Regions from separate parts of the Gossypium hirsutum genome. Here region 1 is linked to region 2. A link is a contact called in public Hi-C data. All regions are on one chromosome and are shown on one strand. The core of a region is the stretch at or near the end of the contact, and the rest is flanking DNA. Distances in the headings are between cores, read along the strand shown.

Region 1 (4,078 bases), core at 878-3,377, 150 kb before region 2:
CAGCCTGGTTTGCTATATCGTTTAGATTTGCTCCAGGAAGATGAACTTTGGTGCCATTTTCACTTTTGAAAGCACCACCACCTGCAGCAACTCGGCGTAGTAGCTCATGTCTGCTTTCTTTCAGGGGTGTTCTACAGAGAAGTCCAATCACTTGAACCTTGGGAGTAAGGAAAAGCAAGAGAAAACAACTTAGCATCGAGATCATGCTATTATATAACTAACTTTATGCTGAAGTTGAATTAGATACAGCGGGGTTGGGCCTCAAGGAACATCCTTACATGCGGAGGACATTTTTTTGTGAGATGTGCCAGCACGGTCTCCTTAATCACCTCAAGCAGCGACTTTCGCTGTATTAAAAAAGAAAGTCCATTTTGAATTTATTCACATGAGAGACAAGCATCAACTGATAAAGAGATCAAACAATGACCGACAACTAGCAAAAGAGGGGTAGCAATCTCAAACCATGTCAGACGTCAAACTGACAACTAAAACCCAGATAACATATAAAGAAACACTGTTGGTTACCAGAAGCAGTCCTAAGCCGCTGTTACTTTCTAAGTCCTACATCAAGGAAAAGGAATAGAAAAAAGGGGGATGGCACCTTCAGCTAGTCTCAATTGATGCTATAAATCTCTGTAACAAGAGCCAAATAACCACAATGACAAGTATTATAAGCTGGCAACACCGCTAACACAATATTTTAATTGGTCTTGGATACAGACAAGATCAGGCAGATAGTAGAGCTGTACATGGAATACGCGATCATCAAGTTCAATTATTCTTCAAATCATGTTTGACAAACTCATGCTGAAATTCTTATTTTCAATAAACATTATAGTCATCTTACATCTTAAAATACACAATGAAAAGACATGAAAAAATATTTACAGTTCGAAAGAACCAATTTTGGCATGTGATATAGCTTGCTCTTGGAGCCTGGTTAATTTATAACAAAGTCAAAAGTAAATAAAGCTTCATTTATATAGAGCATCCAACTGAACAGTGAACAAATTCGAAACCTGAACAACTGCATCTAAATGCTTACAACATCTATTTTGCAAAAGAGATATTCTACACTTGAACCTTAAAAAACGTGACAAATGCACAAATAAAGTTGCACTACCTTATCATCTTGGTCCTTTTCAGCAACTTGGATCATGTAATCTAGAGCCATCATGAACCCTGATTCCATTTCGTCAACCCTTTTCCCAATTACTCCTTGTGCAGCTAACTCAACTGCTACCTCCTCAGATGCCTCATCCATGTTCATATCTTCCAACTGAACCAACGATGCATATCAGATAGTCAAGACAAAAATGCAATTCGCTAATCACCACAGTCTTTGTGAAGACTGAAGAAGAGGGATTCAACTTTCTAAAGAATGATTCACAGAAAAGCCTGATCTGAAAATAAAAATTGGTTTATAATAGGATGCAAACAATACAAATATAAGTCACAGAGATGGTAGCTACTGCCTGGTACATAAAACAGGCAGCTAAAGTCCAAAGTCACAATTCAACTACTGTTGCAGCTTAATTGTGGGGTCCGTAGACATGTCTTAGAAGGTTTTCATAAGCATATTAAAACTGCCAACTAGTGGTGGAAACTTGTGGGTATTAATGCCCTTAAAACCAGTATCCACCACAAATAAATTCAAGCATCCTTCAAAAGACAACCTCTTAAAAGGATAGTAGTAAGGAAAGAAGAATAGAGAGCTTACAAGGGTAATAATTTCTTCAAGAACAGAAATGACTTGGTCTCCTCCTTTGAGTAAAGCATCATACTGAGAAGAATCTAAGTGCTGACTGTCTTGAAGTTGTTGGGTCTGGGTTTTATAAGTTCGTTCAAGTTCTTCATCAGGATAGCCTGCACCAACTTCATAGCTGGAGGACACGCGGCAGAAGAATTGCTGCTTCGTTACTTTGGGTTGTTTTATTTGGCAATGGAAGTGGGGGGTAGAGAAGCTAAAGGGGACTGAGGTGGGGAAGAAGAGCGAAGGAAGATTTGGAGCGGAACAACTAGGGAAGGAGAAGAAGACACTGCTCTGCAACATTTTCTATCGTGAGGGGGAGGGGTTTGGGTTTTGGAGAAATACCAGAGGTCAAAAAATAAAATAATACATATCCTAATTCAGGTTCTTATAAAAAAGGTAAAATAAAAATATGAAAGCAAAACGCCGTCTGTGGGAATCGAACCCACGACCACATGCTTAAAAGCCATGCGCTCTACCGGCTGAGCTAAGGCCGCGTTGGCGAGTTCATGGAGTTCTTAATATTTATATAATTAATAGAAAAGTAAATATGAATGTAAAGCCGTTTGGAAAGCGGAGAAACAAAAAGGGGCCATTGTTTTATAAGATCTCTCTCTTTTTTCTTTTTTGTTTACGAGGGCAAAAGGTAAAGCACAAAAGCAGTACAATTAGTGCCATGGGATATTAGAACAACTTACTCATAAGTACTTTATCTTTCCATGCACCGTAGACTGCCTAGCGATAATTGAGACCAACTTTCTATGAGTTGTTATGATCATTTTGTGGGTAATTTGGAGAGATTCTAATTTGATTAGGAGGTGTCATGAGGATAAATTTTTCGTGAAATTTGGAGTCTCTGAGTAGATACGTATCCATGATGGATGAGGTTGAAACTTTTGACCCCTCCAAGAAAGTTCGTAGTTTGATTGACTAGAAAACATATGCTATCGTAGCATCTATTTCTATTCAAGGAAGATTTATCCTCGATGATTAGATAGTCTTTAGAAAGTCACCTAATAATTAGATTTGGTAGTAATTACTTGTAATTATATTATAATTAGTAGACTTTATTGAATTGATTGTAATTGGAACACTTTAATTACACTTTTCAATTCTTAGAGGAGGGTTGAAAATTAAAATAATTAAGTAGGTAATTATAAACAATTACCAATTACTTTATAATTTTCCAAATACACATATAATTTAAATTTAAGAAATTATTTTTATTTAAATTTTTGTAAAAAAAAATTTATACAATAGTAATATATGTTATATTAAAAATATAGTTATATATCTATTATTGAATTAAAAAATTCTCTATGAAACACGTCAAGCCAAATATTTCAATTAAATTTTGATGTAATAGCAAATTAAGTTTATTATTTTTGTATGAAGACGTATATGAAAATTGTACCATAAAAGTTATAAAATCTGTTATACACATCATAGAATCCTTCTTATAAAGGCTATATACTCTTAATGGATTAGAGGACACATTGTTGATGGATTTAAAAGTAAAATGATATGGTGGATGATATGTTGAATATTGTTCATTAATTAGGAGACACAAATTTTATATAATATGATGGAGTTTTGGATTAGAATATAAACTATAATAAAAGTGAGTCAACGTAATCAATAGAAAGGGAAATAAACCGATTTTGAAATCTTATTCGAAAAGAATTAGGATTTCTATTGGAAGCAATTTAGCTAAATTCTTTGATAGATAGACAACAATTGTTAGAGGAACAAAAGAGACTACAACATCGACCTAAAAACACTTCTGCAGATTAATGGATTTTAAGAGCTATTGATTTTCTTATATGTGAGGGAAAGCGGGGTTTTTGTTGCAATTCTTTTCGAAAAAAAAAATAGTTTATTGCGGGTGATGTTAACAAACATGAAATGTTGAGAATTAGGGTGAGTAAAATTCGATTCTATTCGAAAATAATATTTTGAGTTATTCAAGTCAACTCAAAAAAGTAATTCGAGTTTAGAGTTCAAATTGAGTTGAATTTTATAATTCGAATAATTCAAATAACAAATAGGTGTAAATACCCTTTTAGTCCTGTCAAGTTTGAAAATAAGCAAATTGGTCTTTTTCTCAACAAAAATTACTAAAAAAATCATTTTTAAAATTCAAAATTTTTATAAAAATTTCAAAATTTATATTTTCTAAAAAATTATAAAATTTTCAAAAAATAATTCTAAAAAATATATAAAGAAAGTTAAAAAATTAAAAATTTTCTACAATAATAATTTTGGGACTTAAATAAGTTAATTAATGATTCAAGTTTATCATATTAAAAATTATTGTTATTTTGCTTT
Region 2 (4,446 bases), core at 784-3,283:
TCATTGGGGGTGAAATATTGCAGTTTGTTAAAAAATATGAAACTGACAATTTGGCGCTTGAGGAGTGTCCACTTCCTAGCAACCAAATTTGTATGGAGACAATTTCCATATTTAAAGTGTTGGTCATTTATCAAACAATTTATATGGGTTATGTTGATTGTATGGAGGATTTTTAGCACATTATAGAGGACCATATCACTGGGGAATCATATATTGGACATTGGAGTGGATCGCGTTACCCAAGTCAATCCTTTGAGTTGTGGACATTGGATTGTAATTACTTTGATTGTTATTTTTATAATGTATTAAACTTATATTATTGTTGTATTGGTGGGATTGAGATAAATCCTCATATGTAAGCAAATCTCGAAATAAGTCTATATAATTGAGAGACTTGTATAGGTGAATGTATTTAGAGAATTAAGTATTTAATCTATTCTTGTAAGGAACCTTATTGTATGAGTGCATTTTGATAGTAAAACTTTGTGTTATGGTTTTACTTGCTAAAATTCACAAAGGGTATTTAGTGGTAAGAGTATTAAGTTTTCAAGTTACAATGGTGAAGAAAATTGTTAGGGGGCGTGACAGATTATGATCACCTGTTGTTATTGTTGAAAAGAATAAGTATTTCTCATTAAACTAAGCCTCACAAACGTAGAGAAATCGAACTGTATAAACAACTTCTTTATATTTTTTTTGTTTTCTATTTTTTATTTGATGGCTGAAACCTAGACACATTTCACTTGTGTAGTCTAATTCTCTTATGATGGTTGATGGACTGTCATCTGTGTAAAAAGTAGCCAGAATTAGTAACATATTATGTTAAATACTAGGGATGTTTAATATGCGTCGTAGTCATGCTGATCTTTCGTATTATTAAATGACAAATTATGTTTTCTATAAAATATTATACACAAAACAGATTATAACCAACTCAAAAATATTATAAACATGTCAAACTATTTTAACCAAATGTTTTATGAGATCCACAAAATTATTTGAATTTCATTATAAATGTTGTTATATTTAGAGCTTTTTAAGTCAAAACTAAAATATATTTAATAAAATATTTAATTTTTTTATATTTTATGTGATTTTATACCATGTTTGTTATCTACTTGTCTTATGGTACATTAACCATGTAAGTGAAAATAAAAAATAATATTAAATTTTTATTCAATAGTTATTTTTTTGTAAAATAATTATCATCACTAATTTATTTTCCTAAAAACTTGTTATTGATAATAAGGTAATAAAAATTTACATAATACTAGTGTTTTTAATTTATTTATAATTAATTTATGAGGTGTTTATTTTTTTTATTGAATTAATATCTACTTGATTCGTGACATCAATTCAGTCAAAATTTTTTATAATAATATCTGTGTTTCTTTTTTTTTTTTAAAATTTATGTTATTTCAATGTGATATAAATTTTGAGCATTTATAAAAGTCGAGAGTGCTTTCTTTCTAGTGATTCAGAGAAAAGGTAAGATACTGTAGCTGGGTTGAGGGTGAGTGGTGACATTTTTTAGGGAAGTATGGTGAAGGACGAGATCTCCCTTCTAGAGGAAGAACTCGTACAACTATCAATGAAGAGTTCGTTGTTGGTCCTGATTGGAAATATGTCGTTAATATGTTCTGTTTGGACAAAAAAAGTCATATACTCCTGACAGTTTCAGGGCACAAATAAAAAGTATCTGGAAAAAGACAAAGAAATTTGAAATCCAAGTGGTGGGGAAAAATCTCTTCATGATTTTATTCGTCAGTGAAGAGGATTTGGATATGATTATGGAGGGTAGACCATGGTTTTTTAAGTGACAACTTATCATTTTTTATAGGCTAACGAAACCTGTAAACCAAAATCAGATTACATTGGTTTCGTCTCTTTTTTGGCTTAAGATTGGTCCTTGTCCGCTAGAATGTGATAAAAAGGATCTTATGCATGCCATTGGTTCGACTTTCAGGGGGGTGATAAGATCGGAAATAAAAGGAGATGTTTTTCGACTGAAGGCACAAATCGATGCACAAAAACCTCTGAGAAGAGGTATTTTCATTTCAACGGAAGTAAAGGAAAAGGTTTGGGTGGCTTTCAAATATGAAAACTTACAACTTTCTATTTTGGCTGCGGTAAAATGAGATATGGAGTAAACGATTGCTGAAGCAGTGTGCTTATGTTGATTTTTCTGATCAGAGGATAGCGGAGGTTTCGTTTGTGGTGAAGCGAATGGCTATAGAAGAGAAACTTCCAATTCTGGAAACTACTGTTTATCACCAAAATTTAGGGGATTTGGTGGCTCCTTTATTCCTTGAAATTATGGAGGATACTGTGAGAGAGGAGCTTTCTAAGGAGATAATTGAGACTAATATACAACAGGAATGGAATAAGATAAAATCACAGATTGGGCTCGTTATTCCAATTGTGGAAACTTGTCATAAAACAAAAAAGGCCAGTTGAAAACGTATCGCTAGAATTACAAAAGGAAAGTATCAAGAAGGAGAAAATGGCACGGGATAGCAAAAAGTGGGAATACAAGACCCTGAAGAGGTAGGAAAGCAATATTCAAATTGGGGTAATAATAAAAAAACTAAAAATTATGAAAAAGAATCCTGACAATTTCAGTGTTTTGAAAATAGAGTCGGATTCGTAGGAGCAGATTGTTGCTTCTTTTCAATAGGGATCGATGACTGCCAATCAGCAATCTGACCAGGAACAATGAAAATCTTATGTTGGAATGTTCATGAATTGGGGAGTCCATGAGCAATACAAAGACTTCGACAAATGGTGAAGTTTGATTATCCCCAAATGCTCTTTTTCATGGAAACTAAACTTGATGAAAATAGAATGGAGAAGGTGGGAAGGCGATGTGGTTTTAATTATGGAATTGAAGTGGAGGCGAATGGTTCAAGGGGTGGGCTGTGCTTAGCTTGGAAGGAGGACGTTAATGTGCAGTTGAAGAGTTATTCCAATAACCACATAGATGTTCTTATTAAGGAAAATGATAATGATAAGCTTTAACGTTTTACAGGTTTCTATGGTGCACCTTACGCGAGTTTTAAAGAAGAAACATGGAATCTCTTGAGAAGGTTAGGGAATGAAAAAAAAATTCCTTGGTTGGTGTGCGGAGATTTCAATGAAGTTTTATACTCTTTTGAGAAGGTTGGTGGGGTACCAAGAGAGGAACACAGAATAGAGGCTTTTCAAAAGGCTCTTGATGATTGTCAACTAAGGGATATAGAGTACTCGGGGAATTGGTTCACTTGGGAACGAGGAAATCGACCCGAGACTAATATTAAGGAGCTGTTGGATAGAGGGGTTGCTAATGACGATTGGTTGAGTATGTTCCCTCATGCGACAATTAAACATTTACCGAATTCTTTCTCAGATCATTGCCCGATCCTACTAAGCACTGTTAGTGAAACAAGAAGAAATAAGCAACTAATTTTGAATTTGAGGTGTGGTGGAAGATGGGGGAGTCTTTAGAAGGAGAAATTAAGTGACTTTGGGATTCGACTAGAGGATCTATTTTCGAAAAATTAAAATAATTGAGTACAAGTTTGATAAAATAGGAAAAAAGGATTAAGGTGAACCGCAATGAATTGAAGTGTACCCATTCTAAAAAGAAGGAAGATCTAATGGCTGAGGGTCGAGATGATAATAATTTGGCAGCACTCATAGATGTTAAGATCCAACTGAACTTTGAGCTTGATAAGGACGAAGCTTTTTGGGAAAAAAGGGCAATAGTTAATTGGCTTCGTTTAGGTGATAAAGACACTTTTTTTTTCCATAGGTACGTTTTGACTCGAAAAAAAAATGCTATTGGAAGTTTGGAGCGAGAAGATGGAAAGGTAGTAAGCATAGAAGATGAAATTGGGGAGTTTGCTACGAAATATTTTCAAAATATGTTTTCTTTGAATGGGATTGGTGATCTGTCGTATATTTTATCAGAGATTAATACTAACATCTTTCTTGAGGAGAACTTTTCCTTTTAGCAAAGTTTACGGAGGAAGATGTTTACACAGCATTAAAATAAATTTGGCCTATAAAAGCACTGGGATTTGATGGTTTCCCAACTATGTTTTTCCAGAAATATTGACATATTGTCAAGAATGATGCTCTCTCCTATTGTTTGGGGGTTCTTAATGAAAGTAATGATCTTGAATATGCAAATGTTACTAAAATTGTTCTTATCCTTAAAATTCTAAATCCCAAAAACCTAATGAATTTTAGACCCATTAGTTTGTGTTCTATTTTATATAAACTTGTGGCAAATTTTTTAGCAAACTGACTTCAGAGCATTATTGGGAACTGTGCCGATTGTGCTTAAAGTGTCTTTGTGCTGGGGAGATTAATTTTTGATAATGTTTTACTCGCTTATGAACTGTTACACACGTTTCGCCATAAGCACACTGGAAAGAAGGGCTACATGGCAGTTAAACTAGATAT

The links. Hi-C and Micro-C count contacts between places; a contact is called where the count stands out from the background.
Region 1: a contact with region 2 is called in a Hi-C map of fibers, with 3 times the contacts expected there. The contact joins the promoter of LOC107952752 here to the enhancer-like site in region 2. A contact is called at or near these places in 10 of 34 Hi-C or Micro-C datasets (callus, fibers, hypocotyl and 2 more).

The regions. Positions count from the first base shown.
Region 1 is chrA07:50,447,035-50,451,112 of Gossypium_hirsutum_v2.1, reverse strand. LOC107952752 (protein PEP-RELATED DEVELOPMENT ARRESTED 1, chloroplastic) reads right to left here and starts at 2,127. Exons shown (of 10, transcript XR_005930676.1): 1 at 1,721-2,127; 2 at 1,124-1,279; 3 at 279-347; 4 at 1-157. TRNAK-UUU (transfer RNA lysine (anticodon UUU)) reads right to left here and starts at 2,247; the gene lies at 2,175-2,247.
Region 2 is chrA07:50,300,993-50,305,438 of Gossypium_hirsutum_v2.1, reverse strand. All of the region lies in intron 2 of LOC107952749 (a long non-coding RNA gene), which reads right to left. Among protein-coding and RNA genes, the nearest start is that of LOC107952749, 4.7 kb to the right of the region's middle. Within about 2 kb of position 2,033, at least 3 of the 9 cell types and tissues checked have an H3K27ac peak or open chromatin away from gene starts, as enhancers often do. A contact at or near this core is called in fibers, where this site is marked.